Regions from separate parts of the Mus musculus genome. Here regions 1, 2, 3 and 4 are each linked to region 5. Evidence: chromatin contacts called from public HiCAR-type and promoter capture Hi-C data. All regions are on one chromosome and are shown on one strand. Each heading gives the region's core, a stretch centred on a gene start, on an enhancer-like site or on the middle of the called end of the contact. The rest is flanking DNA. Distances are from core to core; before and after follow the strand shown.

Region 1 (2,700 bases), core at 119-2,618, 1.8 Mb after region 5:
CAAAGGCAGAGGAAAAGGCCAGCAACGCTGATTGGGCTAGTCAGCCTGGCCCTCACATTTTATTATTCTGGTTTTTTTTTTCTATTTGTTTATATTCCCTTCTCCCAGCAAAAGATAATTTTTCCCAGGGCAAACATTTGCACATTGCTACCACACACGGCTATATACGAGGGGGGAGCTCACACTCTCCAGAGAGGAAGAACAGTGAGTGCTCTGAGGCTGGGGTCATTCATTTATTTTCTCTGAGGAAAGCTGGGAAAGTGGCCCGGGAGGTAAAATTGCAAGGGCAGCAGCTTTCCATGTGTCTCTTTCAATCCCAGGGGGTCAGAACAGCAGCCCACAGAACAACCCTCGAGGATGCAACAGGGACAAGGGTGTAAGAAATGGCCTGAGTTCCCCCCCCCCCCGTGGGTTTCAGGCCTCCTGCAGGGGAGGAGGGGAACTGGGTGGCAAGGAAGGAGCCTGGCTCCAAGGAGCTCGGAGTGTATCCAGCTTGGGACCCTGCCAGCACCAAAAGCAATTAAGGGAAGAGGCCAGAGGCCCCGAGGCAGAGTCTGACAAGGTTAAGGGGAGGTGAGGAAGAGCCGGTTAGGCTGAGGAAGAGCCAACCGGAGAAAAAGTAAAGGTTCAGAGAAGGACAGGGAGAAGAAACAGCTGGAGGCTACAATGTAGTTGCTGGTGTTCCTGCCTCTATCAGCAATGGACTATCAGAAGTGTGACTGTAGTGTGTCACATCCTCAGTCCCCCTTCGAAGAAGTCCAGAGCTCCCCAGTGCCTGCTAGAACCCCTTGGCTTGCTTCGGTTGAAATGGAGGTGATCTTCATCTGGCTTGGCCCATAAAGAATGTCTCCCGTCTGTGACCCACATCTGGGCCCTTTGGAAACGCGAGGAGTCTCACAGTACATCCCTGCCTAGACCTTCATAACCAGGTACAGCCATAAGGCCGTGGGGAAAGAAGGAAAGGGGACGCAATCTCCATCCCACAGAATGGGATACAGAATCCTGGGGACTAAGGAGATCCTGGCTGTCCCGGGTTGGAAAGAGAGGTGACTGGAGACGCAGCTTCCCCGGGGTCCTTCCAGGGAACCAATCTTTCTTTCCCTCGGCTTCCTTCGCTCTGATAATGTGAATGAAGCCTGGGAGAGAAAAGAGAGCGCGCGTGAGCGCAGGGAGGGGAGAGAGGGGAGGGAAAATCCCGGCCGTGGGAGAGCGAGCGCGGGGCCAGAGGCGGAGGGGCGGCGCCGAGAGAGCGCGCCGGGCGGCGGGCGGTGGGTGGAGGCGCGGAGGGCGCGGGCCAAGAGCGGAGGGGAGGGCGGGCCGAGAGGGAGGAGCCCCCGGCCGCCACCGCCGCCGCTGCCGCCGCCGCCAGCCCGCCCGGCGGCCCGCGTAGCCCGCGCAGCCCTCACTCGCCGCCGCGCCTCGGAGTTTGAGCCCCGCGCAGCCGGAGCGCAGGCACGCCCGGGGCGCGGGGTCGGAGCGCGCAGCGCGGCGCCGCCCCCCGGCCCTCGGCCCCCCAGCCCCTGGAGCCCCCGGAGCCGCGCGCCGAGGGAGGAGGGCGGGCGGGCGCGGCGGGCCGGGCCGGCGGGCGGCGGACTATGAGGCGCCCACCATGGTGCGATGCGACCGCGGGCTGCAGATGCTGCTGACCACGGCCGGAGCCTTCGCCGCCTTCTCGCTCATGGCCATCGCCATCGGCACCGACTACTGGCTGTACTCCAGCGCGCACATCTGCAACGGCACCAACCTGACCATGGACGACGGGCCCCCGCCCCGCCGCGCTCGCGGCGACCTCACCCATTCGGGACTGTGGCGGGTGTGTTGCATCGAAGGTAGGACCCCTACCCCCAACGCACACACATAACACGCACACATGCACACGCACACATTGCCCCGGGGAGTGGGCCGGGGGAGGGGTGGGCGCGGCGCTGGCTCCACGCGAGACACAAAGAACCTAAAGCTGGGAGGGTGGGTTCCCGAGTGGACACGGGCGCAGCAGCCTCGGGTCCCTCTAGGCTGGGGACCTCCCCAACACACCGATCCCACAAACTCTCGGCTCGCACGCGCACACCCCCTCGCGCACAGACACAATGAAACACACAGAAACTCACGCACGCGCGCGCAACCCGAGAGCGGAGCGATCCCCAGGGGCCTCGCCGGCGCCCCTGGGGGAGGTGGAGGCTGGCGTGGGGGCGGGAGGAGTCTAGGGTTGGGGGGAAAGCGGACGCGGGAGGAGGGGGAGGGGTTGCTTGGCAACCGGTGTCTGTGCGATTGCTATGGGAACTGGCCATCCTGGGGCGGGGCCGGCCGGGGGCGGGGAGCCCCGGGGCAGCTAGGCGCTCACTCCAAGCCCCCAACTGAGAGGGTAAGGGCGGGGTACAGGTTGGGCCCCAAGCGGTTCTGGGGGAGCCAGGTAGCTCCAGCCGGCCGGCCTTCTCTTGATCCCTGACACCACAGACTCACTCCTCTCTGCGCGATGGGTACAAGAGGGGAACCGCGCCGCGTCTCCCGTAACTGAGGCAGCAAGCCCTGGGTCACTGCCCCTCAGCACGAAGTCGGCAAGAGACCTCCGTAGGAACCAAACTGGGGAGAGGAGAGTCAACAGCGGACCAAGAGTGGGCTGGGAGGGGCGTGGTCGCTGTTAGGGCAGGGCGGGGCTCTGTGACCCCCCTAGTATACAGAGACTTGAGAGGTGTGCTTCGG
Region 2 (2,700 bases), core at 182-2,681, 1.6 Mb after region 5:
TTCATTACAGCAGTGGTTACATTATGTTAGAAATAAATAGTCTAGAGATGATTGGTGTTGGTGGGCACGTGGGCATGGAATAAATACAAATACCAAACCACTTTAAATAAGGGGCCTGCACGTGGGAGGATCTGGGTGTCCATTAAGGTCCTCCAAGTGGCTGTACGTGAGAGGTCTTCTTCCTGTAGGCCCTGGGCTAAGACTTTCGCAAAGCAGTTGTGGATTCACAGCCCTGCCTTCTCTTTTTAAGCAAACCAGGCTGGCCTTGAACTCAGAGATCTGCCAGCCTCTGCCTCCCACATGCTGTGATTAAAGGTGTGTGCCACCATAGCTAGCCAGCCCTGCCTTTTACAGACAACCCCCTCCCCCATCCTGCTGCTGCCACGCCCAGCATTGGTGTGCCAGGACACTTTGTTTTCTGAGGAGCTGTCTCTGTATAATGACACAGCAGGAGGAGCAAGCTGTGACCTGTCCAGCAGCCCGAGAGCTGTGAGAAAGGTCACAAGAAATAAGCCCAGATTATAATATTTCCTCGCATATGAAATTCAAAATTTAACATTCTAAGGACAAAGCTACACCCCTCCACTTTCCTGTCACCCACAGCAGCTTCCCGACTGTGAAGGCTGTGAGGAGTTGTAAGAAACACACAAACCTTGCCCCTACAATCTGACCGTTTACAGGAAAAAGTTCTGCTGACCTTAGGCGCAAAGTAAAATGTAAAAGAAATGTTCAAACTACAAAGACACCAGCTGTGGGGCTTCCTGGTCTCCCCACACTGACATGCATTCTAAGATGCAGCGATGAGCTGAGGGGTTCCCCACCTCCAAGCCCCACTCTCCAAGCAGCCGCTGTCAGATCTCACTCCCCTGACAGCTAGTGTTACAGTCACCGTCTCATGTAAAACTTCCCTGTGATGGAAAAATGATCCGTGCTTAGGCCTCTCCTTTTAAAATCTTGGGGAACAAGATGCCTTGAGAAGCTTGGAGTCTCAAAATGGGGGATTTTTGTGGACTCGGCGTGCGCCAAGCATGCAATGTTGGCAGCGGCCGCTGTGTGTCAGCCTTGCACTGGTCATGCAGTCGGCTCCAGCCCTCTCAGAGCTCCAGAGAGAACTGGTGGGAAGGTTAGGAGGGAGAACACAATCTCAGCCCTGTTCTGTGAGCCCACGGGCACCCGTGCAGCTCTGGAAAACTGCGAAGAAACTGCGAAGAAGGAATTGAATCCAGAGCCGGGGGTTCCCATAGCCACTTCGGGGCTGTTGACACCAGCTCCGTCATCTCTCCCTCCTGGAGCTACACTTGAATGTTTAATAGCCCCGGTGTGTAAGGGGGGTTGCTTTCTAGACTCTAGCAGAGGTCAGCTCTTACCATGCTCTGTTGTGCTGCTGGTTGTCCTCCCATTAAACTGCCTGGCATAATGTCCCCATCTGTCCCAGCATAATGGCCTCATAACTATGCAGACTTACTTGGCTCCATGATATATGCTCTCCGTGGGGCCAGCTCTTAGCATACCAGTGACAGAAAATATTTAGAAAAAGGCAATATTTGAGCACATTCTGGAGGCAAAAGAACATTGATTAAAATCTCCTTTTATGGTGAACCCCTCTCTTCCACCCACTAAATATCATTACATGTGCGTAATTTATGAGTTCAATATAACCCCAAAAGATATGTTTTCAGAAGCATCCATTTACGCACCTTACTGCATTAGCCCAGCATAGCTCCTGGAAGTCGCAGGCTATCTTTTACGCATGCGCACCATTGATAACAGGGGTTAAGATGGAATGACAGGCCCCGTATAGGGTCTTCATATCACCCCTGATTGAGAGACGAACTGTCCGTACGGGGAAGTCTGTGTGGGGGAAGGGAAAGAATGTTTGAGGCCTTTACTGTAATGAGGTGCATAACTACCAGTAGGCTGACCTGTTAGCAGCGTCCGTCACCTGCAGATGTACGGATGCACATTATCCCCCACTCAGTGAAGAGCAGATCTGTCAAGGTCACCCTGTGTTTGCTAATATGAAAGCAAAGCTGATAAGCTCTGCTGGGGAGGGACCCTCCTCACGTGTAAACCTTGGTCTCCAGGACCGGCTGTACTTCGTCATGGAATACGTCAACGGCGGGGACCTCATGTACCACATTCAGCAAGTCGGGAAATTTAAGGAGCCACAAGCAGTGTGAGTAATCTTTATTAACATTTTTCTTTCTTTCTTTTTTTTTTTTTTATTTTGAGTCTTGAAATTCAAACAGCCTAATTCTCCCAACTGAGAACTCCTTCTAGATACTATGTCCAAGGGCAACTCTGCTCACTTGGGTCTCAGCTCTGAAACTTCCCAGAGTAGCAGCTGAGCCAACAGGACCTGTGCATAATAGGTATGTCTTAGGACCAGTGATTCTAGTCTCAGCAGACTGGACATACGGACGCCTGCCTCCCCATCACCTACTAACACCCGTATGGATGGAAGCCTTCCCTGCTTGCTGCTCATCCAGCAAGAGTGTAAAGTGATGAGAGGCCCTTGGGCAGCCCATGCTCTCATTAGCAAAAGCCATCCAACAGTCCTGACACATTGCTGAAACAGTGCAGGTCAACACAGGGTACCACTAACACTCCAGAGTCGGAGAGTGGGTGCAGCACAAAACTGGGGGATGCCCAACCCAGAGATGAGAGGTGCCTGCCAAGGAAAGGATATGGAGCCAAGTC
Region 3 (2,700 bases), core at 109-2,608, 1.7 Mb after region 5:
ACAAACACCTCCCTCGCACCTGCTCTGTGCCAAGCCTTCTGCCTAAGCTCATAATATCAAGGAGAATGTCAATCAACTCATCATTGCCACACTGATGACTCCTGGGCCCAGAGGAGGAAGAGAAATGCATCCTTATACCACAGGGAGAACCAATAGTATGTGGTGCAGTTTCTATACAGCAGTATCCACCCACGGTCTGGATCAAGCAACCTTAGCCATAAAGGGCTTTCGTACAAGTGATGTCTTATAGTCTGGGGGTAAATGTGTTCACTGCTGATATCTCCGTGTCTGACACTGACCACTGGGCAGAGGAAACAGCTGAGTTGGTAAAATGCTAGCAAATATTTGCAGTCCAGACACTGGGAGCAGGAACAGGAAAAATCCCTGGGACTTGCTGACCAGCCGAGTCTAATCAGAGTTCCAGTACCAAGATCCCAACTGCATGCATGCACGCACATGTGTGCACACTGGGCATGTGTGTCACACACACACACACCACACATGAACTCACACACACATGAGCACACATTCACACGAACCATCTTCATTGCCTGAAGGAACTTGACAGAAGAGTCAAGTTGCTGGAGGACGCCCGCGGCCAGACTGCCCAAGCCTACATCCCTGCAGGGCATGCTTCCAGCTTGCAGCAAATGCTACTGTGTGCAAAGTTTACACATGTGTGGACAAAGTTACCAGCTGCCATTTCAGAGACATGAAGGTGGACTGATGTTCCAGCCAGAAAGAGTGAGCCATATGTCTTCCCAGCCAGTCTGGCTGGATAGCCGCCCTTCACCATACCATGGCTCCAGCTGCAAATTGTCTGGGGCTTCATAAACCTGTGAAATTAAGTTTGACGGTGCCACGGAAGCCAGGTAACAATTTAGAGAAGGAAGAAATGCTTAATGCCAGAGCCAGGCAGCTATGAGCTACAGATGTGGTTCTGTGGTGTGTCTTCAGGAACACCCTTGGGTCTGAGCTTTCCCCTTGGCATCCATGAAATGGGAAGGTTGTGAAGGTCAAATGACCAGAGACCTGAAAAGTGTTTTGACTAGTGTCTGGCCCTCAGAACTCAATAAACAACTGGCTGGGGCTGGAATAATCTCTCCACCACCGACTGCAGCGGCCGCCACAGGACGATAAGTCTGACTCAAGGCAGGTGCTCTCGTTTGGAAAGCCTCCCTTCTCCTACGACAACCCCCAAAGTCTTCACCTACAGCCTCCACGAGGACGCTTCCCCACCCCAAGGGTTCTCCTCTGGGTGGAAGGCAGCATCCTTCTGTCCCAAAGCCCACCCGCAACTGACTGCATTGGGAAGTCAGGCCCCGCCCAGACCCCGCCCCAGACCCCGCCTTCTTCTAGTCCAGTGTTCCAGCGGCGGCCACCCGCACGGTAGCTGGCGCAGAGCAGCTCCGGCGGACCGGACGGGGCGGGCGTCCGGCAAGCAGCGCGGCACCTTTCACCGCGCGCAGCCCACAAGGGACCTTCCAGGCGAGTCTGGGGTCGTGACCGTGAGGTAAGAGCAAAGATGAGCAGGAGGGATATACACACGCCTTATCGGGGGTCCAGGAAGCGATTATCTCTAGTGGAGTCAATGCTACTGCGTTGAGCTGGCCTCCTTAACTGAGTAGCCAGGGGCAGGGTGGGGCGTGCAGGCGCTCTCTCTCTCTCTCTCTCTCTCTCTCTCTCTCTCTCTCTCTCTGTGTGTGTGTGTGTGTGTGCAGGGGTTGGGGATCATGACGCCCCCTCTTTGCCGATGCTTTCGAGCAATTTGCCCACTCCAAAGCCAAAGCCACACTTTCCCACCACAGACTTGAGTAAAACTGGAAGAAATGACCCGGATGCGGGATAGTAAAGGCCTCTGCCACCTGTTGAGCTGGGCTGTGGGGTCTCTGAGGGCCTAACTCTCCTAGGCTGTCAGGATCTGTGATTGGACTCACTTCCCAGTGGTCTCACCCATCTGCAAGTTACCTGCCCATCTTAGGACATCCGCTCTGCCTATCTTGCTTTCCTCCTGTCTGCCCTAGGCGACAGGAGGGGATGCCTGGGAGGGCTAATGGGAGAAAGGGGCTTGGCTAAAAGCCCCAGAGCTGATAAAGGTCCGTGGTGGGACACCACAAGGCATGGGGATTCCCTTTATGCTTTGTGTGAGATACCAACCCTCCCCCCAGGAGTACCCTATATTTTCCCCTAGCCACTCGAAAGTGCCCCCATTTAATGACTGGATCTCTTTACTGGAATCCTATCATGGTAATTGATGGAGCTGCAACATATGAGCAGTTTTAAAGTGAAATGAAATCTTGGGGCTGAACAGGGATTTAAAAACCATACCAGGTACCTCCCGTGGTTGCTGAGCAAGTCTCATCTCAAGGCTGGCTCTCAGGATGCTGAGAAATGGATAGCTTTCTACTTGGTCTTGCCACACAGGTGGCAGAAATTCCAACCGTTCTCAGGTTGGAGGCATCAGGGTTTTGTGACCTGGGAGAGGGCTTGGGGGCATGGTAGCTGAACTGTTCACATACAGCTGGAAGAGGCTGGCCTTAGTCTGTGATAGAAAGCATGGACTCTAACCCCATTCGCTCACCCTCTAACAGTGTAGCATTGGCTAATTCACAGAGCCCCTTGGAGGCTCTGTAAAGCTGGGCTGTCAGTTGTGAGAACAGAGTAAGGTCACACATGACAGTATCCATTCGCAGAAATGTC
Region 4 (2,852 bases), core at 150-2,649, 1.6 Mb after region 5:
GTACTAGAGTCCCCTTTGCCAACTTCAAGGCATCAGGCAAACATGCGGTCTATACCCTTTCCCCTCCATCCAGGTACAGCCCTGGATTGACCCTGGTCCTGTTGTGTGTTCACTTGGCCCTCTGTGCTCTGACCACTGTCACCCACCTCCCAAACGAAGGGTATTTGGTCTCATCTCTTACCCCTCACCTCACCTTAGCTGGGGCCAATTTCACCACCTCTTCTCTGGGACTATGTCTACTCTGAGACAAGTGATGCTTGGGTGGGATCTATAAGATTACAGGCTTGTCCTGGCTTGGCCACTCATAATCTTTATGTAGTGGGCTTGTTATTCAGCCTCTTGCCCACCCTTGGGTCCCACTAGCACAGCTCCTGGCTATTGTAATGAACTCAAAACAATGGCAATCACTTAGTGACCTCTCCCAAAATGTTGCTACCCACCATTACCACCATGATATTTATTATCTTCTTGGACACCAGAGAACCAAGGACCTTCATTCACCCTCGATCTCAGAACCACATGGCTCATTGAACATGCTCGGTGGAGAAGTGCTCTCTCTCTCTCTCTCCTCACTCTTCTCTTTCCTGATTCCCTTTCTCCCATCCCCCTCTTCCTCCTCTTCTTACACACAGCTCTGCATAAGCTCTGAAATCCCATCTAGTTTCTCTGGTATTAAATTTATATTCAAATTTGATCATACTTTCACAAGATATCAATTTGTAGGTCCACAACTACAAAGAATAGTCTGGTCGTCATTGGAATGGCTAATTTCCTCAGTGTCTCCTTTGTTACAAAGACATGGTGCATGGACTTGGCAGTTACCTCCATCTTCTCACCTGTTGTCACATGACCCCAGGCTCTGTGGGCCTTGGATACTAGACCTCACCATTTTCTGTGTTCATCTGCCCACTCCCACCCTCTGCAATCTTGAATTTCTATCTTTTGCCATTGGTCACCTCAAGCAAAAAAACCTTGCTGTTGTTTTTCTGCTGTGTCAGAGAACATGACTTTTGCTTACACATAGTGACGAGTGGGTTATAAAATTCGTTTACTCTTGTTTTCAACTGTTGGGCAGAGATGGATGTGGGAGGCCACCGCCAGGTCAGCTCAAAGAGAACAATCCTGGCTTTTACAGTGAGCCCATGGCTTGAGCCTTTGTCCTTTCTGTTGGCTTGTAAGCAGAAGCCACGAACAAGGGTGCTCTCAGAAGGGAAAAAGCAGCAAAAATAGAGAATTATTTTCCAAAGCAAAACAGATCATTTAAAGGGCTGACTTGTCATTGAACTTGGAGGCAGTTGATTTTTGGGCATAGTCAAACAATGTCCCTCTGTAGCTCTGAACCCTGAATGGGCAGGGTTACTGCAGGTCAGTGCTGACACATCCAGGCTGCAGGCAAGAAGATGCAGCTGTGTGCTCCACAAAGCCTCTGGTGTGTGTGTGTGTGGATGGATCTGCCGGAGCCTCTGTGTGCTCCTCTTCTGACCTGTTCCCAGCCATGGCGCCTCCTGGCAACCGGGGAGAGAGTTTGAAATCCACAGGGATACCAGGAGATGGAATAGGTGGGGCATGCTGGGTACATTCTGTGGTGTTGGCCTGTATCTAGCCTCCATATTAGCTATGTATTCATGAGTGTTGGTTTCATCATTTGTACTTCATAATTCATACTACACAGTCTCTGAACTAAGAGGCCATCTGCAACATTTTCTGCTGGATTAAGAATTGCATTGATTTTTTTTTTAATCTCACATTATTTTGGAACACTTGGGAGCTGAGTATTCCAGCTTTACCCTGTGGTCTGGAAATTCCAGGCCTGTATGTCTGTCTCTTTATTATACTTAGGTAGGGAGGGATATACATACCTATGCATGTGTGTACCTGTGTGTACATGTATATGCAGAGTCTGGAGGTAACTTTGGGTGTCATTCCAGCGGTTGCATCCTATTTGAGATAAACCCTCTTGTTGGTCTGAGACTGTGTAGGCTGGACTGGCAAGACGTACGTATCCTCCTGTCTCTCCATCCGTTGCACTGAGTTGTAAGCATGTCTCACCATTCGTCATATGGATTCTGGAGGAACCAGTCTTGGGGCCTTCATCCTTTCACTCCTGGCTTCCTGGGCTGGGCTGGGTTGGGTGGTGCTGGTGGCAGCAGTAGCCTTGGTGACTGTGATTCAGACGCAAACGCTGACTTACCATCAGCACTCCTGGTAGTAACAGCAGCAGTGTGAAGCTGTGTACCACTGTCACTTGTCCAGGTGTTCTTTGTACATTTTACATGTATCCAAGCCTTTAGTTCTCATAGTCACCCTGTGTGATCGGCAGCAAAGCTGTCTCTACTCTACAAATAAATTGTCTGCCATATTGGAAAGCGTGTCTGAAGCCAAAAAGCTAATGGTGGCAGGCAAATGTTTAACCCCAGCACAGGGTCTCAGTCACAGGTCCATGGGAAGCCAAACACATCCATGGCGGCCACTCAAGCAGCTTGTAGCTGATCGATCCCTAAGCATTCCTCAATGTTCATTAAACCCCCATAAGGACTCATATCTGGAGGAGCACCATACTTATATCAGAGAAAGCCTAGTGATGTCACCACTACCAGTTTGCCCGAGTCCTTGCCTCTATCAGGACCTGGGCAACATCATTGGCCTGTGACTGAGGCTGTTGCTCCATTCATTTGTCTGGGGCACTGTCTTAATTTCTTTCCCTGGTAGTATGATAACATATTCTGACAAAAGCCACTTAAGGAAAAAGGATTTCTATTAGCTCACAGTTCAAGGGATAATCCGACCTGATAGGAAGTCAAGACAGCAGAGCTTGAACCAGGTGCCCAGTTTCCTTTCTTTGTTCACACAGT
Region 5 (2,707 bases), core at 185-2,684:
GGAAGGAGGATCAGTTACCAAGTGCTTGAGGATCGGTGGACTATAGCTTGAGACAATGTATCCAAAATAAATAAATAATAAACAAGGTGGCTGGATATGAACCGAATTGCCACAATCTACAGAACTGTGACACCATTATCATCATAGTAATAATAATGGCGATGATGAAGATTTCAGAGGCTGTAGAGATGGCTCAGCAGTGTTTTTACTGATGAGCGGAATTCTGTTCCCCAGAACCCACACCAGGCACCTCACAACCAATTGTATACAAGCTTGGGAAGCAAATCTCCAGTTTGCTTCAGAATGCATCTCAAACGACATGAGCTTCAAGCTGTACTGTCTTGTACAGTATTCTAGTTTCTCTCCTTTCTATACAAATCGAATGTCTGGTCAAATACTGCTGAGCAAAGTTGTATGATAACAAGTCCTGAAAGAAGACCCTTTCACATGCCGCTGTGTATTGTTGGTTTTAGATAATATAGTCTAGCCAGTGCTTTAACCGGGTTTTCAGTAAATCGGGTAGGAACATACCAAGGTAATATTGTTAATGTAAGGGTCGGGGTTAGCAAGAGCTCTTTCTCAACTGTGGGGCTGTATGTGGCTTCTTAATCGGCTGGGGATCTTTTTCCGAGAAGCTTAAGGGCTCTCCAAAACGGCTGGACTTTGATGTCTACTGATTTCAACTACAACTGCTGTAAGCTTAGCGGGCGGGCAAGGAAGCAGGCGTCCGCCCGCCTCCTTGGCGTTGTCTCCGACGCTAAGGCAGGCTTGAAGCCTGAAGCTCCACTCCTCCTCCTCACCCTCTGGACGCTCTGGCAATGAAAACACCACCACGTGGCCTGCTGCCTTTGCCTCGCGCACCTTCGGCCAATGGCAAACGGTTTCTCCGACTAGGGGGCGGGTCGTCAACAGCTGTCCCGCCCACTAGCCCTATTGATTGACTAAAAGAGTTGGTGGCCAATCCTGGCTGTCTGCGGAAGGCTCTGTTCGGTCAGCAGTTCTGTTCCCAGTGATAAAGAGGCGGGGTGGGGACAGAGACGGCCTGGAGAGGGGGCGGGGCTACCAAGCTAGGTAGAAGGAGGCTCGGGGCGGGGCCTGGTTGGCTCAGGGCGGAGCTAGGGCTGTGAGGGGGTGGGGCTAGGTGCCCGAAGTGGAGAGGGCGAGGCTAAGTGGGAAATGTGTAGGGCGGGTCCTGAAGGTCCCAGGCAGGGCTAGAGCCGAGAGGGGCGGTACTTGAGGCAGGGGCGTGGCCTGGCTGTTTTAGGACCCAGCCGATTCTCTGAAGGAGGGGCGGGGGTTTGGAGTGGGGCGGAGCTAAATGGGAATCGTGTAAGGGCGGGGTCTTACGATGGAGGGGCGGAGCTAAGTGGTATCTGAGTGGGCGGGGTCTGTCTGGAGGCGAGCCCGGGGCGGGACCGACGCGGCAAGCCGGCCCACGGAGCCGGCGCGGGCGGGCTGCTGAGGTGGCTGTCCCCCGCTCAGAGCTGCGGCTTCTCGGGTCGAGCCCCCGATGGAGGCCGAAGCCGCAGATGCCCCTCCGGGCCGAGTGGAGGCGGCGCTCAGCTGCTTCTCTTTCAACCAAGACTGCACGTAAGCCACGGCGCCAGCCCCCTGGCCAGGGAAGTGGGGGACAGAATGTCGCCACCAAAGGGTGTTGTCCTGTAACGCAACTGGTGGCTAGCCGGGGCCTGCGCGCCGATGGTACCTCGGCAGGGCAGCCTGTGTCGCGGCGTTGCTCGGCTGTAGGGGTTTGAGCCCACCCAGACGACTGCCAGCCAGCGCCTGCCAGAAAGAGCCGGCTAGGGTGACCCAAACAAGTCAGCAAGGAGGGCGGAGGGGGGACCTTGAATGTGGGGGAGGGACTTGGTGTGGGCCACCTAGTGACCGAAAGGGAGATCAGGGACCAAAACAAAGGTGAGGGAAGGGAGGAATGTGCAACTTGACTCAAGAGGGAGGATGCAGAGAGTCGGAAAGATGAAGAAAAACTTTACCATTTGTCCTTGAGTATCTCAACGTGGCATTTGGGCAGGGCCTCGGACAAACAGTCAGTCTATCCCTGTGGCCCGACCAGCCCCAGCACTGGGCATCTTGGCTGGTCTCTTTGGCCGTAGGAAGCTTTTCTTTATTTGCCTTTCTGTGTTTACTCGCTGTCCACCCAGTCCCAGGAATCTCCTGGAAGCTCAGGAGCCCTTTCTCTGCCCCAGACAGCTTCCCATCCCTGAAGCAGGCGCTCCACCCTGTTGCTTTTAAGTGGCTTTTTAATGTTTCACTATGATGGTCAACGTTTAGACTTTGGTCCATAAACAAGGGATTGCTTGCCTGAGTTCTAGGCATCTGCAGGATTGAATCTTAAGACACAAGCTACTGTTTTCTTCCCTGTTTTTGTGCAAGCCAGCCTGGGGACCATATGGATTAATCTCTTTGGAATGTGGAGCCCTGAAGCATCAGGGCAGGGATGACCACTTCCCAGTGTCCCACTTCCGGCTGTACCAGTTTCTGCTCTGTTCCTGGTTTGGGCTCAGCTTCAGGCTTGTGCCTTGGCTGCTGCTAGCTGAACTGTGCTAATATTGAACATTCATTCGTTGGTGTAATTAAGGCCATAAGCAGCCCTGGTTTTCATTCCCTTTGTGTTTCTGTTTGAAAAACCCCTGCTCTGAACAATATGTCTTTGTTTGAAAAATCTGTGTGTGTAATCATATAATCCAGT

Evidence for each region. Promoter capture Hi-C pulls out the DNA fragments that hold promoters and counts their contacts. HiCAR-type assays count read pairs that join an accessible place to other places.
Region 1: a contact with region 5 is called in a promoter capture Hi-C map of stem cell-derived epiblast-like cells, with 5 times the contacts expected there. The contact joins the promoter of Cacng4 here to the promoter of Wipi1 in region 5. A contact is called at or near these places in 2 of 39 promoter capture datasets (cranial neural crest and stem cell-derived epiblast-like cells), 1 of 484 Hi-C or Micro-C datasets (embryonic stem cells) and 1 of 115 datasets of contacts at active chromatin or transcription factors (astrocytes).
Region 2: a contact with region 5 is called in a promoter capture Hi-C map of embryonic stem cells, with 5 times the contacts expected there. The contact joins the enhancer-like site here to the promoter of Wipi1 in region 5. A contact is called at or near these places in 3 of 39 promoter capture datasets (embryonic stem cells, hippocampal neurons and liver), 2 of 115 datasets of contacts at active chromatin or transcription factors (astrocytes and embryonic stem cells) and 1 of 9 other capture datasets (embryonic stem cells).
Region 3: a contact with region 5 is called in a promoter capture Hi-C map of hippocampal neurons, with 3 times the contacts expected there. The contact joins the promoter of Cacng5 here to the promoter of Wipi1 in region 5. A contact is called at or near these places in 3 of 39 promoter capture datasets (hippocampal neurons, pre-B cells and stem cell-derived epiblast-like cells).
Region 4: a HiCAR-type map of astrocytes shows a contact between it and region 5, with 8 times the contacts expected there. The contact joins the enhancer-like site here to the promoter of Wipi1 in region 5. A contact is called at or near these places in 2 of 484 Hi-C or Micro-C datasets (the G1E-ER4 cell line and the N1E-115 cell line) and 1 of 115 datasets of contacts at active chromatin or transcription factors (astrocytes).

The regions. Positions count from the first base shown.
Region 1 is chr11:107,793,374-107,796,073 of GRCm38.p6, reverse strand. It overlaps Cacng4 (calcium channel, voltage-dependent, gamma subunit 4), which reads left to right and starts at 1,368. Exons shown (of 4, transcript NM_019431.4): 1 at 1,368-1,829. The coding sequence starts at 1,610. Gm11650 (predicted gene 11650) reads right to left here and starts at 2,202. Exons shown (of 2, transcript NR_165828.1): 1 at 2,109-2,202; 2 at 221-1,136.
Region 2 is chr11:107,981,087-107,983,786 of GRCm38.p6, reverse strand. Prkca (protein kinase C, alpha) reads left to right here. Exons shown (of 17, transcript NM_011101.3): 11 at 2,085-2,176. Among named protein-coding and RNA genes, the nearest start is that of Mir7223, 14 kb to the left of the region's middle. Within about 2 kb of position 1,431, at least 71 of the 459 cell types and tissues checked have an H3K27ac peak or open chromatin away from gene starts, as enhancers often do. A contact at or near this core is called in embryonic stem cells, where this site is marked.
Region 3 is chr11:107,913,713-107,916,412 of GRCm38.p6, reverse strand. Cacng5 (calcium channel, voltage-dependent, gamma subunit 5) reads left to right here and starts at 1,358. Exons shown (of 6, transcript NM_001199301.1): 1 at 1,358-1,513.
Region 4 is chr11:108,019,523-108,022,374 of GRCm38.p6, reverse strand. All of the region lies in intron 5 of Prkca (protein kinase C, alpha), which reads left to right. Among named protein-coding and RNA genes, the nearest start is that of Mir7223, 24 kb to the right of the region's middle. Within about 2 kb of position 1,399, at least 34 of the 459 cell types and tissues checked have an H3K27ac peak or open chromatin away from gene starts, as enhancers often do. A contact at or near this core is called in astrocytes, where this site is marked.
Region 5 is chr11:109,610,116-109,612,822 of GRCm38.p6, reverse strand. It overlaps Wipi1 (WD repeat domain, phosphoinositide interacting 1), which reads left to right and starts at 1,434. Exons shown (of 13, transcript NM_145940.2): 1 at 1,434-1,590. The coding sequence starts at 1,511.